2 separate regions of the Arachis hypogaea genome follow, and region 1 is linked to region 2. A link is a contact called in public Hi-C data. All regions are on one chromosome and are shown on one strand. The core of a region is the stretch at or near the end of the contact, and the rest is flanking DNA. Distances in the headings are between cores, read along the strand shown. Region 1 holds the start of LOC112790809. Region 2 holds the start of LOC112790805.

Region 1 (5,161 bases), core at 2,364-4,863, 200 kb after region 2:
CACAAATTCTTTTAAGAGCAATGTTAGGGACAGCAATGTGATTGGTAGTTATTAATTAGTCATTAATAATAATTTAATGATATAAAATTAGTGTGAAATTTCATTCAATGGTTCATAGCCATTTTTTTCTGTTAGTTACATGCTAATCAAAATGCAATAAAATTACTGACCCCTAAACTTTTCCTTCTTTTAAAGTATATCAGGATTTATCTTGTAAGCAAATTTAATTATAATACGATTTTAAAAATAAATATAATATTTGTTTGTAAAAATAATCGATATATAAATTAAATGATTATTATTTAATAACTGAATAATAAAATTAATCATTTGAATGGCAAGAAGAAGGTTAATTATTTGAATATTAATAAGAGTTAAAAATAAATTACTACTAATTAAATTTGAAGATATGCATTTTCCAATTAAAATTCGTCAGCCATATATATGTTTTTTGTGGTGACCCTAGCAACCATATACATGTTTCATCATGAAGGCATATCACAGAGTAACTTAATACTTATCGAGTTAAGTGGACTGGGTCAGCATTCTAGTGATCACTGTTCACTGACCAAGTCTTAAGCTGAAAAACTCGTTTTCCAAGTCAAAGTTGGACTTTCAAACATCCAATTATGGTTTCCCTTTAAATACAAAGGCATTCAATCCTTTCATTCAGCAAACCGAATTTGCTTCTTAAGCCTCACTCCCGCCTTCTTCTCTCTGCACCAACATCGAACTTCAAACTCAGCAAATCCACTTGAGCTTCAAAGCCCATGATCATAGATTACTGTACTTCACTATTCCAAACGTATTGCACTTTTCTTCAGCTTCCAACCCTGCTGCAGAACAAGAAACTATACTGGTTGACAAGACTGCATTTCCATTTTCCAGAGTAGAAGTGATGAACTAGTGCATCAAATTATCAACGCACCATCAAACTTGATCTTGTTAAGGTGATAAACACTACAACAATGGAAAATGACGGGCGCTGGGAGCAGAACATACTCATCAACGAGCTAGTTCAGGGGATGGAGGTAGCAAGAAGGTTGAAGGAAGACATGAATGCGACATATTCAGCTGACACAAAAGATTTGTTGCTGCAGAGGATATTATCGTCGTATGAAAAAGCTCTGCTAATTCTAAGATGGAATGCATCAACTTCCAAGTCTCAGAACATGAGTCAAGCAACAGCAACAGCAACCTTGTTTTCAGAGTCACCAATATCTATCAGCGCAAGTCCTCTGAGGGAGGACAATCATAATCAAGAGTTTAAACACGATTCAAAGAAAAGGTAAATTTCGCAAGAGCAGTTTTCTGCCACGAAAACATCAGCTATGTGCTATGTCTAATAAATTATACTAACACTGCTATAAATTTTTTGAAACTCTGTTGCAGAAAGACAATGGCCAAATGGGTAGATCAAGTGAGAGTGAGCTTTGAGAGTGGCCTTGAAGGACCACATGAAGATGGTTACAACTGGAGAAAATATGGACAGAAAGATATCCTTGGTGCCAAATATCCCAGGTGTGAGGAATTTCCCTTATCCTGCTTGAGACAAGTTTCACAAGAATTCTTATGTATAAACAATGGATTTACCTGTATCTATTTTGACATTTGCAGAAGTTATTATAGGTGCACCTTCCGGAACACTCAGGGGTGCTGGGCCACGAAGCAAGTACAGAGATCAGACGAAGATCCTACCATATTTGACATAACTTACAAAGGAAGGCATACCTGTTCTCAGGGAAACAAGGCTGTTCCGCAACCGAAATCGCCAGACAAACATGAGCAACTGCAATGTCATAGTAACGAAATTCAGCATAGACAAACATCAGAAGAAAGCCTGACAACTTTCGGGACCATTATGACAGTTAAAAGAGATATGGTGGCAAATGGAGAGATGGAATATCCTTTCACTTTCCCTTCAACTTCATTTGGAAGCATGGCACAAGAAAGCTACAGCTTGATTCCTTCAGCCCTGGAGAACGAATCCTTCTTGAGCAGTCATTTCCAAACTCACTTATTATATCCAAACATGCAAGAATTTAAATACCTGCCATCTACGTCTTTCCAGATGAATGAGCTTGATGGGATCTATAATAGGCCACTTTCAGAATCAGATATTACTGAGATCATTTCCACCAACACATCCACCACCAATTCTCCAGTTCCGGAGTTCAATTTCTCACTTGATCCAGTGGAAATTGATCCAAATTTCCCTCCCAATACCCTGGATTTTTCTCCTAGAGCCCTTAACAACAAGAACATCTAGGAGCACTTGAGGCAATTGTAGACTTGTAAAACAATGAGCCAGAAATGGTTAGAACTTAGAACTGTCTTTTGTAGTTAATGTTAGAAACTCAGAGTTGGCACTCTTGAGCAGAATTTTCCTTCAAATAAATAAATGCTTCAAATTTGCACGTTACAACATATAATACTAAATCTATACAGAAGGGCATGGAGACTGAATGATTAAATAGGGCAAATTAAGTTACATGATTACATCATCTCAATTTATCTATTTTTTAAATATAAAAATATGGAAAGTCGAAGAGAGCTTGGGAAAGTTGAAGATTTATATCAATATATGCAGAATGGTACAAATCGGCATATTTCTTTAATGCCAAGAGGGTTGAAGCATATCAAAGGTCCTCGAAGCGACTTTTGTTATCTTTGAAATCTGGCGTGTTTTGTTGAGAATTGGATTTGGATGCGCTCCTGAGAGCCTGTCGGAGTCCCAAGACAATGAACAAGTTAGTTAGAGTGAGAAGCGACTCAGCCCCGCCATGCAACCAATCCACGTTGGAGAGTGAAGTCCCATACTGCACCTTTGCTGTCAGAAAAATCATCAGAGAGCTTAATATATGTATGTATGTATGTTTAGGAAGTGAAATGAAACTTACCGTAAATCCCAGCTGGTACTGCAGAATGGAATGGAGGTGGTTAAATAATTGAAATCGGAAGCATAAAAGAAGAGATGTGAAAGGAAGGGAAACTAACTAGTGGCTCCGACGAAGGCGAGCAAGAAGTAGAAGCCGAAGAGGGTGAGGTTAGGGGAAGTCTTGGACTTGGTAATGAAGTAGAGAAAGGCTATATATGGGAAGAGGGAGAATGCGAACAGCTGGGAAGCAATGCTCTGTGAGTCAATGGAGGGCGCCCATGGATCTACAGGGAACGGCAACCCCCTCACCATCCCTCTTCCTCTCTTCGTCCTGCAAACCCAGTAGCTGTAGCTGTAGCTGTAACTGTAACTGTTGAGTTTTCGTTCACAGGAGGGAGAAGCCAAGTGAGATTGAAAACTTGAGGACGGACGGAACATAAACTTTGGGGATCCACCAACAAGTGATGAAGAAGGCAACCCGATGGTAGAACCGCCACCTGCTGCCATCTTCATGTCGTACATCTTCCTCCTCACTCCTCTGTCCACTCGCTTCGTCTCATCTCTTCACGCCACATTTTCCGAAACGGGCTTCATCAGTCCAACTCCAATTCTACAACGGGCCTAATGGGCTTTCCTTCGTTTAACTGTTTAAGTATGTGGGCCTACTTTTTAGATGACTCCAACAGTTCAACCACAACAATAATAAAAGATTAATCCAAATAGGTCCCAAGAAATTTAACTAAGATTTCGACCACGAGGTTTTCAGATATCTGTCAGATACATCTCCAAAACCGTTTGATCCAGTTAAAATGGTGACGTATCAGGTTAACTGTAACATATCACCTTTAGGACATTTTGGTCCCCATTCACGCTGGACAAAACGACGTCGTATTGGAATCAGGGGCAAACGACGTCGTTTCGGGGAGGACAAATTCGTCTCCACTTAGACAGAGAATGCAAACGGCGCCGTTTTCATGTGGAGACCTATTTACCTTATAATAGTATCTTAGGGGACCTATTTGACCTATAATTTGTGATGTTAAAAGAAGTTATATTTACTTCAACGCAAACCTTAAAAACACATTGACATTGGTCATTTATCAAAATTGTAACATAAATCTGAGAACCCAAACATGTTAACCACACAAATATTTGACTTTAATAGCAACACAAACCAAATCAAGTCAAAAGAAGGTTTATTTTCTTCAACATAAACTAAATGAAACTATTCTAAACAACATAACGTCTTCTTCCTCCAATATGAAAAAGGTGGTAACATAACTAAGACAACAATTTTCACACTAATTCTTAGAAGCATCATTTTTAAAAGACTGGTTCAACCCTCATGTTGGAATGAATTTGAACAACTTAGATACTGTGCCACTGGTTACAGCTGATATTGTCTCAACACTAACACTCCCCAAATTCTTTGCCTTAATTATTGTCTCCTTTGGATGTCTAAAAGAAAGCTGAGTTTGGAATAAACAGTATTGCTGAAACATGGTGATAACAATATTGTTTATTCCAAGCTCATCTTTCTTTTAGACGTCCAAAAGAGACAGTAATTATGACCGAGAATTCGGAGAGTGTTAGTGCTGAGACAATATCAATTGCAACTAGTGACATAGTATTTAAGTTGTTCAAATTCATTCCAACACGAGGGTTGAACCATTCTTTCAAGAAATGATGCTTCTAAGAATTAGTGTGAAAGTTGTTGTCTTAGTTATGTTACCACCTTTTATTATGTTAGAGGAAGAAGACGTTATGTTGTTTAGAATGGTTTCGTTTAGTTTATGTTGAAGAAAATAAACCTTCTTTTGACTTGATTTGGTTTGTATTGCTATTGAAGCCAAATATTTGTGTGGTTAACATGTTTGGGTTCTCAGGTTTATGTTACTATTTTGATAAATGAACGGACCAATGTCAATGTGTTTTTAAGGTTTGCGTTGAAGTAAATATAGCTTCTTTTAACATCACGAATTATAGGTCAAATAGGTCCCCTAAGATACTATTATAAAGCAAATAGGTCCCCACCATGAAAACGGCACCGTTTGCATTCTCTGTCTAAGTGGGAACGAATTTGTCCTTCCCGAAACGATGTCGTTTTGTCCAGCGTGGATGGGGACCAAAATGTCCTAAAGGTGACATGTCACAGTTAACCTGACACGTCACCACTTTAACCGGATCAAACGGTTTTGAGGACGTATCTGGGGGATATCTGAGAATTTCAGGATCGAAATTTTAGTTAAATTTTGTGGGGGACAAAACTGTCGGATGGTAAAT
Region 2 (5,001 bases), core at 1,907-4,406:
TTTCTTTGTTATTTTATTTTGTTTGATTTGGTACAATTTTGATCGTGGGTTCTTGAATTAAAATGTACTTTGTTTATCATTGTTAATTTTTTATAATATAAATTATTGATCCAATTAAAAAAATCAAATTAAATAAAAAAGAGTACACAAAAAAAGTATTGAAAAATTATGACAAAAAAATATTAAATGTCAACAAATAAATTTAAGTTCTTTTAAAAAAAATTATAGTCAAAAGAGTTTTGAAAAAAAATGTGGTTTTGAATAATATAAATCCATATCTTCTTTTAGTAATTTTTATCTAAACGTGATTTTAAATAATATAATCTAAACAACATTTGTTTTACTATAATCCAATTTCTTATAAAAATTAGCAAACATAAATAATATTAATATTAACTTAGCTTCTCATCAAAATCAAATTTAAAAAATTAATTTGGTGCAAACTCTTTTTACAAACTTTAATCTACAAACTCCTTTTGCAAACTTTAATCTAACCACACACCACATCTCTTGTTATATCCGTGGTTCTTTTTCTTTTTATGGTTATTTTCTTTGCTTTTCTTTCTTTCGTTCTTATTTTATTTTATTTTTAACTGTAGTTCTTTAATATGCATGAGAATGTAGAAGCAGTAGCGCACTTTTAGTTGTGCACAAAGTAATCGAGTTTATTAGTAATAATTTTTAAAAAAGGAATAGATTATTAAATGATACTAAAAAATTTACTGATAAAAAATTTTTTAAAAGATGTTAACGATAAATAAACTTTTAAAAAATTTTAAAACGTGACAAAAAGAATTAAATATCAAATAAATATTTTAAAACAATAATTTTAGAGAACAAATTTTAATACATTTTTAAAGTATTTTTAGAAAAATAAAATCTTTTTATTTTTAAAATTTAATCATTTTATATCAAGTGAATTTTTTTAATTTTTTTATTATGAACGATCAAATTGTTTTAAAAAAAATTTGGAGATCAATTTTTTTTGAATTTTTTTATATACTTTTTAAATATTTATATAAATATTGTTACAAAAATTTAGACTAAATGAATAAGCTGTTTATTAAATACGAAATTTTGTTTTATCATTTGTAGAAAATATAGTATTTATTAATTATTTTTGTTGTATTTTCAAATGATTAAGAGGTTGTTGTCCAGAGATCTTTTTGTCTTATTCGAAGAACAAGAGCCGCTCGCAAAAAAGAACATATATAACTTGGAAAATAATGTATACACACACCAGTTGGGAAAACATATATCGTTATCTAAAAGATACAGATATGTAATAATCTATGGTTCAATTAACCTTTATAATAGGTGATTGCGTGATTTAACGAATTTTGTTTTTACTGAACAAAGATATGCAATTTTACTGCGAGTGACCGAGTGTTAAAGTTGGGAGATCAAGATACAAAAAAAAAAAAAAAAGTTGGGAGATCAAATCAGAATTTTAGGACAAAAACGAAAATGCTTGATAACAAAACAAAAATAATAAAAGATAATTAAAATTTGTTTATTTAATATTTATTAATTATTATAATAACTAATAAATACTAAATAAAATAAGTTTTTACTGTTTTTTATTTTTTATTTTTTTTAGCATTTAGATGTTGCAAAAAGGTTTTGTTTTCTAGTTGAAGGTTAATTCCATCTGACAGAATTACATTAGTTATGATGACTCAGTGGTGCATCAATATCCCTCCATTAAATAATGGATAAGTTAAAGAGAAACAGCGCATATTGGTTTGAGAGGTGAACTCTTCACTGGGCAAAGATACCGCGGGTGATAAACTAAGAGCGTGTTTGGTAAAGGAAAGAAAAAACGTAGGTAATGGAAAATCGATGAATAAATTATACGATTCGTTTGTTCTGGTGATAAAACTATAGGCAAACGCGAGAGGCATGAGATGCGAGAGAATTCAAACAGTTTTATTGATAGTAGTAATAAGGAGATCGAGCAAGCACACAATGCATTTAGGTCTCAATCTCGGAGTCACACCATACATAATCAAAGTACATCACTTTTATTTATTTATTTATTTTAAATTAGGATATTTTATTTATTCTGAGCAGTGGCCAGTGGCCACACACACACTTGACATCATAGGAGCTGTGATGAAGAATCAGAGCTGGTGCTTACTGCTTAATTGCAATTCTGCATACACACACACAATTCAAATTAATTAAACCAATAATGGACATTGAATTTCAAATGTGTAATGTCAGGAGAAAGATTTAGTTAGTTAGTTATATAGAACATGCCTTCCTGCTCCTCCTGCCGCAGTTGTTTTCGTTGTCGCTGTCACTCTCACTGCTGTCACTCTCGCTGCTGCTGCAATCGCTGTTGCGGCCGGACAACCCATCCTTGATCTTCTGGAACATGCCCCTGCTCTTGTGCTCCTTCTTGCTTCTTCCATTACTGCACCTCCCGCTGCCGCTATTCGCGGTGGTCTTTGTCTGGCTGTGGTAGTAATCAGTTTCAGTGGTTTTGTTGGTCGCAACATACCCTCCTCCACTGTGGGATGTCATGTTGGTTTTGTTGCTGCCATGGCATTGGGATTGGATTCCCCCATTGTTGTGGTAGTTAGCACCGCCACAGGCTTGGGTATGGGTATGGGATTGGGTGCATCCTTTGTGGAGGCTACCACCATAGCCTCCTCCATTGTTGAGGTGGTTAGCACCGCCACAGGCTTGGGTATGGGTGTGGGATTGGGTGCATCCTTTGTGGAGGCTACCACCATAGCCTGCTCCATTGCTATGGTGGTTAGCAGCACCATAGCCTTGGGTATGGGCATGGAAATGGGAGCATCCACTGTGGTGGCTGCCACCATGGCATTGGGAAATGGTATGGGTTTGGGTGGCTCCAATGTGGTGGTTGCTGCTACCATGGCAGTGTTGCTGGGCATGGGTGGCAACTGGCACCATTGTGGTGGCCTTTGAACACATCTCAGAAACCTTTTGCCCAATGGATGATTGGGTCTTCTGCTGGTAGCAGGTTTCTTGGCATGTTTTGTAGCACTGAACTGAGGTCATGGCTAAAAGCTTATTGCTGTGTAGTGATTACTTGTTTGTTTAGTTGGCTGGTTGCTTGTGATTTTTGAACGAGGGTCTTAATATGTATTTATAGGCAGGGATTGCTCATCGGGTTTTGTTTCCGATCTCTATCCCTACCTCTATGTAATCTAATAATTATACTCAGGAATCTCCCTTTTTTTTTTTCTCTCTGATTAGTCCAACAATAATACAAGTATCTTTTAAAAAATATTATTTATATATTAAAATCAACTAATAAAATTAATTATTATATATTTTAATATATATATATATATATATTAATACATATTTTATTTTAATAATTAATTTTGACGATTAAATTTAAAAAAAATTAGAGATATTAAAATGATATTTTTTATTTATAAAATATATACTCTCCTCTTTTATAATTTTTAAAAAACTTATTCTTTAATTTATTTTAAATTTTTTGTGATAATTAACATTAATTTTACCCATTTTAAAAAAAATAAATTATTTTTCTATAAAAATATTCTTTAATAAAAATTTATTTTTTACCCATTTAAAAAATTTATTGAAGAGTATTTTAAGAAAAAATAATTTAATTATTAAAAAAATTTTAAAACATATTTTGGAAATAATACAATTTAATTAATAAAAAAATAATTTGTTAAAGGATATTTTGGTGAACAAAATTTAATCGCAAAAAAATAAAATTTTTATTAAAAAATATTTTTATAAACATAATTGATTTTTTTAAAATAAATAAAATTAATATTAATTAACATAAAAAATTTTAAATGGAACGAAGAGAGGCTTCTAAAAGTTATAAGAAAAAAATATATACAATTTACAAATAAAAAATATTATTTTAACACCTTTTAAAAAAAAGAGCGAAATTTTCTCTTCAATTTAATATACAAACTAATAAGGTTGAGTATCTTTTTTATTGTATTCTATCATGTCCTTACTTTTTTGCCTACTTTTTTTTTCATCATCACTTCATTTCTGCCCACCGAATATGTGCCAAATTAATTTCCTTCCAAAGAATAAAATAATGAGAAAGTCTTAAACATCTAATATAAAAAAATATTTAAAATTTTATAATTTAAATCTAAATAAAAAAAGATGCTTGTTTCCATACATAATTAATTAATACGTATCAACATTCAAACCGATAAAAAAATTAGATGAATACAAAAATGTCATATAAATTAATTTAATTATCATTTATCTTTAATTTTTTTAAATATTATACCACTAGATATATTGAAATATTCTTACTAATAATTATAAAAAAATAAATATATCCTTTTAAATATTTTTGTTAAAAAACTAAATAATCCTTTCTTATTAATATGACAAAAGTATTCCTATAAAATTAAAAAATTCAAATAATTAGATTAATCGTCTTTTGTCTTCCATCTTCATCTGCCGCCAACGTGCACGACTATTTCTTCCCAGCACAATCCTTCACCTCCGACATGCCCGCGAATGCGTTCTCGACAGTAGCAATGCCATCAACACCGGTCACAACCGCGCTAACCTAAAAAGATGATGGTGAACAATGAACAACAATATTTTTTTATCAATAATATTTTATTTTAATTTTTTTATTATATAAGGATATTTTTTCACACTAATAAAAAAATATTTAATTTTTTAACAAAATTATTTTAAAAGATATATTTTTTTATAATTATTTATAAAGATATTTTAATATATATGGTGATATAATATCTTTTTAAAAAATTAAAAATAAATACTTATCAAGATAATATAGTCTATGTAGTATTTTTTTTATTTCTCTAAGTTTTTAATCGTACAAATATGTATTAATTAATTATCGTACCAAAATAAACACTTAAAAAATATTTAAAATTTAAATTTAACATAAATCTATTTATAAAAAGTTTTATAATAGAATTGTTCTACAATTTATTATAATATTAGTTAAAATTATATTATAGAATTCGTTCTCCAATACTA

What was found. Hi-C and Micro-C count contacts between places; a contact is called where the count stands out from the background.
Region 1: a Hi-C map of leaf shows a contact between it and region 2, with 2.6 times the contacts expected there. The contact joins the promoter of LOC112790809 here to the promoter of LOC112790805 in region 2. A contact is called at or near these places in 2 of 8 Hi-C or Micro-C datasets (both in leaf).

Annotation. Positions count from the first base shown.
Region 1 is chr3:100,823,149-100,828,309 of arahy.Tifrunner.gnm2.J5K5, forward strand. It overlaps LOC112790809, which reads right to left and starts at 3,614. Exons shown (of 3, transcript XM_025833379.3): 1 at 2,998-3,614; 2 at 2,901-2,918; 3 at 2,373-2,830. The coding sequence starts at 3,400. The coding sequence ends at 2,640. It overlaps LOC112790808 (probable WRKY transcription factor 41), which reads left to right and starts at 362. Exons shown (of 3, transcript XM_025833378.3): 1 at 362-1,288; 2 at 1,393-1,521; 3 at 1,618-2,427. The coding sequence starts at 969. The coding sequence ends at 2,269. It also overlaps the pseudogene LOC140183535.
Region 2 is chr3:100,623,828-100,628,828 of arahy.Tifrunner.gnm2.J5K5, forward strand. It overlaps LOC112790805, which reads right to left and starts at 3,157. Exons shown (of 2, transcript XM_025833376.3): 1 at 2,263-3,157; 2 at 1,909-2,155. The coding sequence starts at 3,033. The coding sequence ends at 2,144.